Linked DNA regions of Hordeum vulgare: region 2 is linked to region 1. The links are chromatin contacts, called in public Hi-C maps. All regions are on one chromosome and are shown on one strand. Each heading gives the region's core, a stretch centred on a gene start, on an enhancer-like site or on the middle of the called end of the contact. The rest is flanking DNA. Distances are from core to core; before and after follow the strand shown.

Region 1 (7,113 bases), core at 2,943-5,442:
TGCATGCTAGGCAATTTTGACTGGTGCGGCGGTGCCGGAACCACCTCCGCAGGGTACAACAGATGTGGCCATGCTTGAAGTCAGAATCACCACGTTGACTGTAGTGGCCACACCCAGGTCAGAACATTACTCGCGGTATATGATCAGGCATCCACTATATATGGTCCTCTGAATTTGGGTGATCTTTTCTGATTTACACAGTGATCTTTTATGATGAAGTATGCCAATATTACCTTCATTTTTTCTTTTTTTAGTGATCTCCTCTTATTAATCCCAGCTATAATCAAATCTACCGACATAAAACGTATTTCCACAATCTTCGCAAGCATGCAGTTGTTCATCTGAGTATCTAACTGCAGGTAGAAGAACAAGAATCATTGTGTGTGCAACAGCAACAAAAATGTCATGTCATTAGGAGACTTCTAACAATTCTACCCTGCATTTTTTTACATTAGTACAAGTGTTCTGCTGCATTATTCAACTATGAACGAAGCTGATATAGGCTATGGACTCGACAATTGATTTAGTTTTTTTTCAAGAAGGTATGCAGATTGGGCATCAAAGTTGACGACAAGGGATTACAAGCTACCACATTCTGCACCTTAGTCCATGGACAACTTAAAATTTGATTGATACTTTCCATTTTATACTGATGTAATCGCCAGCGAGAACAATTTGTTATAACTGAACACTACGACGAATCTGATATAGTGTTATTTGCCTCAGGAGGGTAAGAAACAATAAAATTGTTGACAAGGTATTAGCATAATATAGACATCATTTTATGCTATGTTTTGAAGTAAATGGTGGAAATGTCTGTATATTTCTCTCCCAACATGTTATGGTCATCTTATTTCCATGCATATAAAATTTCATGCCCAGTTTCTTAGCTTAGCAGCTAATGGTTTCTCACCTATCTAATTGTCTAGCTTGTTTGACCAGGTGTTGTAGTTATCCAAGAAATCATGTGACCATCTCCCGCTGTTCAATATTATATATATTTGGCCATCCTGCTATTGATGTGTGCCTACACCCTACAGTATACGGTTGTTTTCCCGGGCATTATGGCAGTGAAATTCTAGGTACAACAAGGTATTGTTCTGAGGCCAGGTTGTTTTCTATTTGATGTTGTGAATAGTTCTTCATGTTTTCAGTAGCATTTCACTAATTAAACTCATTTGGAAGGTTTAAGGAAAATATCTCATCTCTCATTAGCAAACTGCACTGGGATATCTTGGACCTATTCTCCACACTTTTTAGCTAAATTTGTTACCACCATATGTTTAAAATTTTGTGTTGGCCCTGAAATTTGGAGGAATTGTTAGATATGCTGGTGAACAGGCCAGCGGCGCTAGATAAGGCCGGGCAAGAGAGCATGAGGGAGAATGCCGAAGGGGGCAAAATAAATGGGAGTTCACCGTTATGCTCATGTGGTCCGCAAATAGAGCATGGATACCAGGCCTCCATCGTCTTCTATGAACATCAGAGTAGAGGAGAAGTGATGATGGGCATCAGACCAATGGAGGTATCAAGGATGGGCTCCTAGACGATACTTATCATAATTTACATTGTGAATTGCAATTATATTTGATCAATTTATGTATTTCTAAAAAATATATTCCTTGGCCACACACGTCCATTCAACTATAACCACAAGGGTGATCTTGTGTTTTAGTCTTTATTTAAGCAATTAATGGGTTAAATAACCATCAGTCTGTCTAACCAATTGATCAGTGAATGTGATAAGTCTACAACCAGCAATAAATGTCGAGATTAAAAAAATGTTATCAGGTAAGAACTGCATAAACTAATTCCATGACAAGTATAACTACAAGAACCCTTGCACTTGTCATGGCACAACCAACGGCTTATTGTCTTCATAAATTGTTCCTTCCCCATAGGCAGCCAACTAGATCATATTGGCAAAGAGACTAAGCTAAAATCTTGAGGAATTGGACATAGGACTTTCAAATTAAACAGAAAAAGAAAGTGTGCAAACCAAAAAGGTGTAGTGGTCATTACATCTCTAATAGAAGTGTTGAACTTCACTTCCATTATACTCCCTTCGTTCCTAAATATTTATCTTTCTAGAGATTTCACTACGGACTACAAACGGATGTATGTAGATATAATTTAGAGTGTAAATTCACTCATTTTGCTCCGTGTGTAGCCCGTAGTTGAATCTCTACAAAGACAAATATTTAGGAACGGGGGGAGTATTATATTATAGCTGAAGATGGAGGGGTTTATGTACTTGTATATACATGTATGGACCAATATATACTTCAAAATCTTCAACATACTAGGAATATTGATACCTCTTCGTGGCACCTGAAAAACTCCATGCAAGATTGATGGATCAGCTCCTCGGGTGCCAACATTACTCATAAGAACCCCATGCAAGTATACATGGACAGTCCATTTCGTGTTGGTATCATTTCTGTTCTTTTGAGCCACCTTGATATTGTCATACTGCATGGGGGAGAACATCTTCATCCCCCTAAGACGTTGTTGTTGGGAGAGTTTGAAAACCCATCGAGGTAGATACACTTTATAATAAGTGCATTTTTATTAATTGTAGAATTTTTGTTTGGCCCATGGCAACGCACGGGCATTATACTAGAATCACTATATTCATAAAGAAGATAATACAATTAAGTGTTTAATAGTTACATCATAATTCCGTAAAAAAGATGGCATCTTCTACCAGGTAACTAAGTGATAATGGTAAAAAGTTATATTCTATGTGCAATCTCCATGTCTACAAGGTTTAAACTTTGAGATATTAGGATGTATGCATAAGTACTCCCCATGAAAAAACGAGGAAAAAATGACCGGTGGGAAATGAGAGTAGCGACGCGAATTCTTGGTCCTTTGATGTGCTTTTATTTGAATTAATAAAAAAAATGTCATGTATTTTGATAAATGTTTAAACAGATTTGGATAGCAGTAGGCACACGACCAAGACACATGCAATCACACATGGATGGTACCACAATCTTCCTAACCATTTAACTATTGATTGATTTTAATAATATCTTTTGCAAGCGGGGGCACATGCCATTTTTCTCCTTCACCATGGTCCCTGAATTGGCTGAACTCAAGGCATGTCGGTGGGTTTCTCAGCTTACACGTAAATTAAAAGTGGCAAAACTTATCCTGGAGACAGACACAAAAGATAGCGGCTTTTAAGTTAAGAAGCCAAGATATTGATAGTTCAATCTATGGCCCTATCGCTAAGGAGGTAAATGAATGCATGCAATCAAGGGGGGAGTACATGGTGGTGTGGGTTAGATGCTTGGCTAATGAATACGTTATATAAAACTTGGGTCTGGTATTCATCGAATTGTATTCATGATGCTATGGAATAAAAACATATTTTATATAGTTTTCACTAAGATATCATCTATAACTGGATCTAGCAAATCCATCCATTGGACACGGCAGATCAGTTAGCCCTCTTTTCTCTCTGCATGCAGTCATGTTTCTCATTTTCTCCTCTTATCTCTATTCACTTGTATGTGATTGATGAAGATGAAGAGGAAGAAAGAGAAGAAAGAAAGGTGGTCTGGGGTGGGCAGTGTCCTATGTGATAGACTGCCCGGACGCGTCTGGAGCCTGCATATCCTCTTCATATTTTGTGCACATACAAGGGTTTGTGAACAACTTGATCGTATAGCGATGATATGAGCTGTATGGTTGGGTCACCTCTTTTCCTTCTCTTTCATGTTTGTGGAGGATTTGATAGGGAGGGTTATAGATGCTCTAACATTATTGTTGTGTTAGCTGAGATGACACTGTTTTCAATTATTTTAGCTAGCTCTATCATCAGCATCTTAGTTTCTTTTTAAAAGCCCGTGCGTTGGGCGTTCTACTAGTAAATGGTAATATGTGAACCCTGCGTTAACCACTTAAAAATAAGTGGACTCCGGCATAATCCCGCGTAAGGAATGGTGGTTAGTGTGGGTCAGTCCCACAATGCCCGGTAAGCTGTCCACTTACAATCCAATCCGATCGTCTACTGTATGGATTGTACATTTGTACGTGCCCGTGCAAGCATTGTCGTGACCGAAAAGTCCCGTTTCCGGGTGGCTCACTATTTCGGTTGATTAATGCCGATCGATCCCTTTCGATCGATCAATGCTATTTCGATGTAGCCGACAAGCACCCGACGAGTCCGGCCCCTCCCCATGTTCAAATCGGGATGTTGCAAACAAACATCCGGTCCAGTAGGTCCATCTCTTTAACGCATGGCACGTGCAGGCTTGGGCGACCACAATTCTCGAATCCTATGCATGGCGTGACTCGCGTGCCAAAAATCTGTTGGAGGGGGTTGATTGAGCCTGTGCAAGGATCAACCTTGATCTGGGTCTTTCTGAACTGCACAGGTTTTTTTTAGAACACATTACAATGAAAGTTGGCATATATACACGATCATACGTTTATCCTATGAATGTACACACATTATATTCATATAAACACCTTCGACTAACTAAGACGACATAACATCTCAAAAGTGACAAAGTCACCACATACGCCTCGTATCCGATGCGAACATCTCCTCGCACTAAACAACCATCGCTGCAAAAGTCTGAAATAAATTTAAAAAATAGGAGCATCAATGTCAAGTTTAGGACTTAAACTTTGATGGAACGAGGATACCACTATCCTCCTAACCATTCAATCATAAATTGATTCGCTGAGCTGCACACATTCTTAACCCAAAAAAAATAAATCAATCAACAATCAAAACAAAATTAAATAATATAACGGGCGAAGATCATTCATCTCCCCCTCCCCCGCCCCCTCGCGGAAAAGTCGGATATGTTATAAAGATCCAGCAAAGGTACAAAGCACCTCAAACATAATAAAAAAGTTTATTGAGGGCCATGGATCACCAAACAACCACTGCAGTCGTCGATGCATCGTTGCCGACTCTCCCATACCGGATCCGGTCTAACATTGTCGTTAACAACCGGAAAGTCTTCCTATACGCCCCCCTAAGGACTAGCGCCTTGGAGTCGTAGTCTACACTATTGAATCCTTGAATTGATATGAAAAACCTGACACCAAAACTCGATGTTGCATATGCACGATAAGAAACCCTAACCTGGTCGACTCGAGGAACTGACAGGAATCTACGTCAGAGCTCTGTCTAATCTGCCAGCCGGCGAACTTGAGGAGAATCGAAGCTCGAAAGACCGACTCGAAGAAGAAGCCCTAGGATCCGACCGATCGCCGCGTGTACGAGGACTAAAACCTTACATATCAATTAGCCGGAGCCCAGAAGTCAGAAATTCCCTCCACGTCACCAGTAGGCGAAGGGGAGGCTAATCCACGCGCTTGCTACAGGAGATGGAGGGGAGGAAGGCTTTCCCTAGTCGCCTCGCGAGAGGGGGAAAAGGCTATGCACACCGTTCAGCTTTAGGCTGGCGATAGTAAGAGTAACTTAGCTAATAACATAACACACATCTCCATAATGCATAATAATATAGTTTGGTATCATAGAGACCTTATTTATTGATATACATGACACAAACTATTACATTTTTAATATAAAACCACATCATATCATGATACCCAACCTCCTCTTTCCTCATTTAATTATGTGACATCTAATAAAAAATGCCTAGTTTACATGTATGATACTACCTATGATATCCGATTGCCTACATTACTTCAATGAGTTGTACCAATTAAAGCACTCCAATTATCAATCAAAACATCATGATTAACATTTCAATAAAGAAACATCATGTCAACCAATTAAACTACCACCCCTGTCCTAGTGATGGGGAACTTCGCATGGGAAACAAAAATTTTCCTACGCGCACAAAGACCTATCATGGTGATGTCCATCTACGAGAGGGGATGTGTGATCTACGTACCCTTGTAGACCGTACAACAGAAGCGTTAGTGAACGCGGTTGATGTAATGGAACGTCCTCACGTCCCTCGATCCGCCCCGCGAACCGTCCCGCGTTCAGTCCCACGATCTAGTGCCGAACAGACTGCACCTCCGCGTTCAGCACACGTACAGCTCGACGATGATCTCGGCCTTCTTGATCCAGCAAGAGAGACGGAGAGGTAGAATAGTTCTCCGGCAGCGTGACGGCGCTCCTGAGGTTGGTGGTGATCTTATCTCAGCAGGGCTCCGCCCGAGCTCCGCAGAAACGCGATCTAGAGGTAAAACCGTGGAGGTATGTGGTCGGGCTGCCGTGGAAAAGTCGTCTCAAATCAGCCCTAAAACCTCCGTATATATAGGGGGGAGAGGGGGAGCCTTGCCTTGGGGTCCAAGGACCCTCAAGGGCTTCGGCCGAGCCAAGGGGGGCAACCCTCCCCTTCCAAACCGAGTCCAACTAGGTTTGGAAGGAGGAGTCCTTCCCCCTTTTCCCACCTCCTCCTTTTTTTTCTCTTTGATTTTCTTCCTATGACGCATAGGGCCTTCTTGGGCTGTCCCACCAGCCCACTAAGGGCTGGTGCGCCACCCCCAAGGCCTATGGGCTTCCCCGGGGTGGGTTGCCCCCCCCGGTGAACTCCCGGAACCCATTCGTCATTCCCGGTACATTCCCGGTAACTCCGAAAACCTTCCGGTAATCAAATGAGGTCATCCTATATATCAATCTTCGTTTCCGGACCATTCCGGAAACCCTCGTGACGTCCGTGATCTCATCCGGGACTCCTAACAACATTCGGTAACCAACCATATAACTCAAATACGCATAAAACAACGTCGAACCTTAAGTGTGCAGACCCTGCGGGTTCGAGAACTATGTAGACATGACCCGAGAGACTCCTCGGTCAATATCCAATAGCGGGACCTGGATGCCCATATTGGATCCTACATATTCTACGAAGATCTTATCGTTTGAACCCCAGTGCCAAGGATTCATATAATCCCGTATGTCATTCCCTTTGTCCTTCGGTATGTTACTTGCCCGAGATTCGATCGTCAGTATCCGCATACCTATTTCAATCTCGTTTACCGGCAAGTCTCTTTACTCGTTCCGTAATACAAGATCCCGCAACTTACACTAAGTCACATTGCTTGCAAGGCTTGTGTGTGATGTTGTATTACCGAGTGGGCCCCGAGATACCTCTCCGTCACACGGAG
Region 2 (6,721 bases), core at 26-2,525, 150 kb after region 1:
GAATCGGGTCCTTCGGGAAATATATCGAATTTGGCTGACTAAAATCTCCACATAGGTGGTGCCATATTGAATTTTAACAATGCTTCCATGGTGTAAGTGCACTACAATACAACACACCATCCTACATAAATTGGGAGTATAGCCAAACATTAACTAGGTGTAGGTGATATAGGTTGGTCCTAGCATGATAAAGGATATAGAGGGGGTTCGTACGCTCATATTACCTAAACTTCCCTAGACGGGATATGTCATATATAACTGATCTGTAACCTTTGAACTTGATTCATATAAACCTTATATTACACACAAGAAGAATATCTAGTGGTTCGATAGATCTAGTTACTGGTGCGGTGTCTTCACCCTTCCACTCTTCGATTGTTGGGAATTTAATATTGGGCTTGGTTTTGGGGTTGGGGTTCAGATTGGGGTCAGGTTGGTGGTGGTGGTGTGTGTGTGGGGGGGGTACGCGGTGGAGCAACGCACAAAAGGGGCGGGGTCGGTCGCTAGTAGAACGACCTCGTGGAAAGGTGCGGGAGGTCCATGGCAAAGGGGTGAGGCTGCAAGGGACGTTCGAGACGACGGTCCACGAGGACGTGTCCGATGGAATAGAAATTCCATTGTGCTTAGTCCATCGAGGCTGCCTAATTTTTTGATGTCACAACGCATTTTTACATGCACGGGGATAACAAACCACAAGTAGTGCATGAGAAGCACACACCCATGCGATGGATGAATCAAAACCATACCAACGGGCGTGCAATCCTACAAGCTGGAACACCTAATGGACTGGCTCTATAACGACCCATCTATATATGTCGTACCATCACATGAATCCACGACAGATACACCAAACGGATGGTCATGTTACCTTTAAACTAGAGAAGCCTATGTGTTTCAAGCATAAATCAATTCATCCAGCATGAGAGCAAGATATGTCGCAAACTCTCGGGAAGGTCGGCCATCTAAAAAGTTAAGGGTTCTATGTAGTGTAACTCCTTTCGGTGAGGCACGACACGGAGGTGCTATGCTGACGCTACGAATGACGAGCGTGGACGGTCAAGACGCCTTGCAGTATGGCGGCTTGACGTGTAAATTAGGCGTGTTAGGTGTGAATTCGTGGGTAAGATGTTGAATTAAGTTTCTTGAGGGGTCAAAGGACAAATTAAGTTTCACAAGGGGTCATTTAGTAAAAATAACACCCACAAGGCCATAAGTCAGGGTACAAACGCACGAGGCCACGTCCCCTAGGCTTCCCCCTTCCGGCGTCCACAAGTAAGGGGACCTCGTTTCTTCCACCGCGCGCGCAGCGAATGCAGGCCATCAGCCAATCCGCCCCCGCCCGTGCAGCCAGCCCAACACAACACAACACAACACAACACGGCCGCCTCCTTTCGTTTTCCCAGCACCACCCAACCAAGCCAGCCTTTGACCACCGGTTCCCACTCCAACCTTCCTCCCTTGTACCGTTGTACGCATGCCATAAATATGCCGTCTCCGATAGACCAATTCAATACAATACTCGTGTTCTTTCAGTGTACAGGCCAGGGAGAGCTTGAGCCTTGAGCTCCACGATAACCTCATCCTCAGCGAGCCAGCATTGGGAGGGCCCAATGGCGGAGCTGCTGCCCACGGCCGGTTTCTTCGACCTGCGCGCGGCGGCGCCGTTCTTGGCGGCGGCAGTGGCGCTCTACTTCCTGGTCGAGCAGCTGTCCTACCTCCGCAAGAAGGCCCCCCTGCCAGGCCCGTCGCTAGTCGTGCCGTTCCTCGGCAGCGCCGTGCGCATGATCCGCGACCCGACGGGGTTCTGGGACGTGCAGGCGGCGCGGGCCAGGGAGTCCGGCGCCGGGCTCGCCGCGGACTTCCTCTTCGGCCGGTTCATCGTATTCATCCGCGACTCCGAGCTGTCCCACCGCGTCTTCGCCAACGTCCGCCCCGACGCCTTCCACCTCATCGGCCACCCGTTCGGCAAGAAGCTCTTCGGCGACCACAACCTCATCTACATGTTCGGCGAGGACCACAAGGACCTGCGCCGCCGGATCACGCCCAACTTCACGCCGCGCGCGCTCTCCACCTACGCCGCCATCCAGCAGCGTGTCATCCTGGCTCACCTCCGGAGGTGGCTCGACCAGAGCGCCGCCACCGGCGAGGCCATGCCGATACGGGTGCCCTGCCGCGACATGAACCTGGAGACCTCGCAGACGGTGTTCGTGGGGTCCTACCTCACCGAGAAGGCAAGGGAGAGGTTCGCCAAGGACTACGCCCTCTTCAACCTCGGCCTCATGGCCGTCCCCGTTGACCTGCCAGGGTTCGCGTTCCGGCGCGCGAGGCTGGCCGTGGCGCGGCTTGTGCGCACGCTCGGGGAGTGCGCGCGTAAGAGCAAGGCGCGCATGCGCGCCGGCGGCGAGCCGGAGTGCCTCGTGGACTACTGGATGCAGGAGACGCTGCGGGAGATCGACGAGGCCGCAGCGGCGGGGCAGGCGCCGCCGGCGCACACCGACGACGAGGAGTTTGGGGTCTTCCTCTTTGATTTCCTGTTCGCCGCCCAGGACGCGTCCACATCCTCGCTCTGCTGGGCAGTCTCCGCCCTGGACTCGCACCCGGACGTGCTCGCCCGCGTGCGCGCCGAGGTGGCCGCGGTCTGGTCGCCGGAGTCCGGCAAGCCCATCACGGCCGAGAAGATTCAGGGGATGAAGTACACCCAGGCGGTGGCGCGGGAGGTGGTCCGGTACCGCCCGCCGGCGACGCTGGTGCCGCACGTCGCCGGCGAGCCGTTCCAGCTGACGGAGTGGTACACGGTGCCCAAGGGGGCCATCGTGTTCCCGTCGGTCTACGAGTCGTCGTTCCAGGGGTTCACCTCGCCGGAAGCGTTCGACCCGGAGCGCTTCTTCTCAGAGGCGCGCAGGGAGGACGTGTCGTGCAAGCGCAACTTCCTGGCCTTCGGCGCCGGCGCCCACCAATGCGTCGGCCAGCGGTACGCCCTGAACCACCTCGTGCTGTTCCTGGCGCTGTTCGTGTCCGTGGCCGAGTTCCGGCGGGACAGGACGGCGGGATGCGACGAGCCGGTCTACATGCCAACCATCGTGCCCAGGGATGGCTGCGCCGTGTACATGAATCAGCGCTGCGACACGATCCCATCGTTCTGAGCTGGCCGTCCGCCTTGTCCCCATCACCCACAGAGTATCATCTGTCTCTCTCTCGTCCCTTCCTCATTCCTTTTTTCTATTCTTCACCAGGTCATGTCAATGTGATGATTTGTTGTCTTGGGCGGGTCGGTCCATTCATCAATTTATTATTTTGTTTGTCATTGGTTTGCTGGCCGGCTGGCCGCATGGGTCATGTGCTCATATTGTATTGGGGTTAAATTGGCCATGTCTGAAATTGGACTATTTGTTTCACTATTTCTAGTCTTGGTCTCATGTTTGGTAAACTTAGGAATGGTTATTAAAAAACCAGGTGCAACGTTTCGGTTATTACTTTCGGTTTGATTAATTTAGGTTTTACTAGATTGAGTTTTTTTAGTTTGGTTTTGGTTTGTGTATGTGAAGAAACCAGTTTGAATATAGTTGGTTATATTTTTAAACAGTTTGGTTATAAACGGTTATAAACTATTGGTCCAAACTGGTTTCTAGGCATTGGTTATGTGTAATAACCAACGATGATCGAGAACGAATATTTTTGCTCAGCATGCATGTTGTAACGCACTATGTAATTATGTATTATGGGAAAATACCACATGAAAATCGGAAGTGTTTGCTTGTGCTTTGGCTAAGTAATTTTATTTTAATACACATGTTAGTGAGCTATTCAGACGTGGACTTTTTTTTGCCTTTTGCTGTGTGTTGACTGGATCTCAAGGACAACTTTGTTCTCAAACTGTTGTAGATGCATTTATACCTTTTCTATCTCATTTGCTTCTTAACTTGTCAATTTGTGCAATTATACGTACATTAAAGCAAACCACAATTATGTATTGGTTTTCAACCCACGGTGATGTATTGGATTTAAGTTGGTTTGGGTGGAAAAAATAATGAGTTTAGTTTTGGATGGGTTGAAAATGACATCAAATGGGTATGATTTAAGTATGGTTTTGAGAGATAAATGTATGGGCATGGTTCAAGTACGGTTCAAGTATGAAACCATTCTCAGGTTTACTGTCTACATAACTCATCATGAAAACTAGACAAATAACTTACGTTGTCGCAGGAATTGGTTAGATATATGTCATAAGGAGTTCGCGGGAATTGGTTACATAAGTATTTAAGTAAATAACATGATAATCAAAATCAAAAATACATATGATTTTGCATTTGATTATTGTATAGGTGTGGTATATTTGTTGAATAGAAGGTCTATGATAAATTAGAAAGCATTTTTCATGCATGATTGCGTGTTGTTATGAACCTTCCTCCATGCATGGTTACACACTGAGCTGGGCCTTTTTCATGCATGGTTGTATGATGAGCTGGCTTGATTGCATGCTAAGATAAATATGTTAGTGGAAATCAACTATTTAGAAAGATAGTAGTATTCAAGAAATAAAATACTATTTAGGCATATAGTATAACGTAGTCCTTGTTCCATAATGTTTATAGATTCTTTTGAAAAATCAGATCTCACAACTTTGACAAAGTTTGAGTGGAAAAGCATTTTCATCTAGAATGTTAAACATATATCATTAAATTCATCATAAGATATAGTATCATAGTTTCATATTATTTTTTTATAAACTTGATCAGAGTTTGTAAAGTTCGAGTTGTCAAAAATAAAATTAATAATCATTATGAAACGGAGGGAGTAGCACTCCTAGTACTTCGAGTATAACATGCATGTCACTTAAAAAGAGAAATTGCGTAACATAATATTTTATCATCTCATGGTGTTTTCATCGGAAATGACTCTACAAAATAATAAATACTGGAAATATTTCAGTTTTTTAGCGTGGCGACCAAATTTACCATATAAAACTATTAAAATTGGCATAGTTATATATAAGCATTTGTCATCGTTACGGTGAAAGTTGACATGTGGTGGAAAATAATAGAAATTGACATACTACAATGATTAATTGTCATGCGTTCAATTGGGATCTAACGTACCTGAAGGCATTAGATTTTTACGGTCATTGAATTTATATTCAAATCAAATAAAGATTTTTATATTGTCATAAGACACTATCCATTATAAAACTAATAACATAAACTAGTAACATATGCATGTTACTTACTAGTATACGTTATTCATCAATATGACAGCCTAAACTTAGATCACATTGTTTGCATTTCTTTAAACACAACAACATGAACATCGTGCTCCTATGAGCACATAAGTTGAGAACATGACATACTGTTAAAGCATAACAAAAAACTAAAATACAATCGTAAAAGAGGTAATATCATCGGGAGTCTTAGAACTTGCGCTTGATGTTTAGTTTTGGTGCTAGAACTTTGAAAATACGGACTTGCGATCACTTAACTTGACTTGAGTGTGCACATACAGTTATAAAATGCGTATGTGGATATATTTCTGTGTATGGCTCTAATTGTCACAGATAATGATGCCCGACCGACGTTAATTTTGCTGAAATCACCCTTGTATATTTTTCACGAAAAAGCCAACCACCTCATTTTTTTCTATTTTGCAGAAAAACAAACTAATGTGATGCAGAAATTGACACAAAAAATGGGGTGTCGTGGCAATTGAACACGCCACACATGCTTATACAATACTGTCCAGACTAACCACTTGACCAAACAAATTAGCATATCTTATACGGATAAACTAGCTTATATATATTGGACGCGCAAGCAAATGGAGCTCAATTGGCTGGAGATACTATGGAAAAATTTGCACGCACTGTTATTCTTAATGTATTTGCAAAATATACGTAAGAAATGTTTTGTAAAAATACTTGTGTGCTCAAAATATTATACATGCAGACGATTATTAGTAAATAGGAACACATAAATATAAACTTGTCTATTCTATAAAAAATATAATTAGTAAGATGTAAGTAATAAAAGCATTTATGATATTTTTTAAGATATTGTAAAACAGAAATAATAAAATTATGTTCAAATATTCGCGTGTTAAAACTATTATACATACAAAGAATGATTCATAAATAACATTATTTAAATATAAACCCATGTATTATATAAGTCATACTTAGTTCATACGTACTTTGAATTTCTTCATTAAATAAATACATTAAATGAATCCATAAAAAACTGTACACTCACGGCTTATTTGAAATTATATAAAATGATGAATACAAATATTTACTAGATATTTATGAACATTCGTTTGTGTATAATTTTTACTCAAGACTTATATTCTAAATATTATAGAAATAAAATATTATACACGAGTGAATATTCATAAAAGAACTTTAAACTTTAAATATTACAAACTATTTTATAATTAATAAATATTTTTCACAATATTTAAAACACATGAATACCTAATGGTTATTTTTATTACTGAGATTATTATACTTTACATACCATCTACAAATTTTCTAAAAAAACGAACTCCAACAAAATGGGTAGCACTGGCACAACCCAATTGAGCTATAGGAGCGCCTTTATTCTAGTACATTAAGAACGTTTATTTGTTTAAGAACACTTATTCAAATTAAACATGTGTATGGGTATGCTTTACTGGCTGACTGTTCAGACATATAAACTCATAATCCTTATTGGACATGTTAAAGTGAATGGCT

Evidence for each region. A called contact is a pair of places that touch in the nucleus more often than the background predicts.
Region 2: a Hi-C map of seedling shows a contact between it and region 1, with 2.2 times the contacts expected there. The contact joins the promoter of LOC123443155 here to the enhancer-like site in region 1. A contact is called at or near these places in 1 of 6 Hi-C or Micro-C datasets (seedling) and 1 of 1 datasets of contacts at active chromatin or transcription factors (embryo).

Annotation. Positions count from the first base shown.
Region 1 is chr3H:110,883,564-110,890,676 of MorexV3_pseudomolecules_assembly, forward strand. It overlaps LOC123443154 (a long non-coding RNA gene), which reads left to right. Exons shown (of 3, transcript XR_006630580.1): 1 at 1-117; 2 at 543-1,525; 3 at 3,535-3,882. Among protein-coding and RNA genes, the nearest start is that of LOC123443154, 5.1 kb to the left of the region's middle. Within about 2 kb of position 4,193, at least 3 of the 3 cell types and tissues checked have open chromatin away from gene starts, as enhancers often do. A contact at or near this core is called in seedling, where this site is marked.
Region 2 is chr3H:111,041,142-111,047,862 of MorexV3_pseudomolecules_assembly, forward strand. LOC123443155 (cytochrome P450 710A1-like) reads left to right here and starts at 1,276. Exons shown (of 1, transcript XM_045119440.1): 1 at 1,276-3,398. The coding sequence starts at 1,611. The coding sequence ends at 3,143.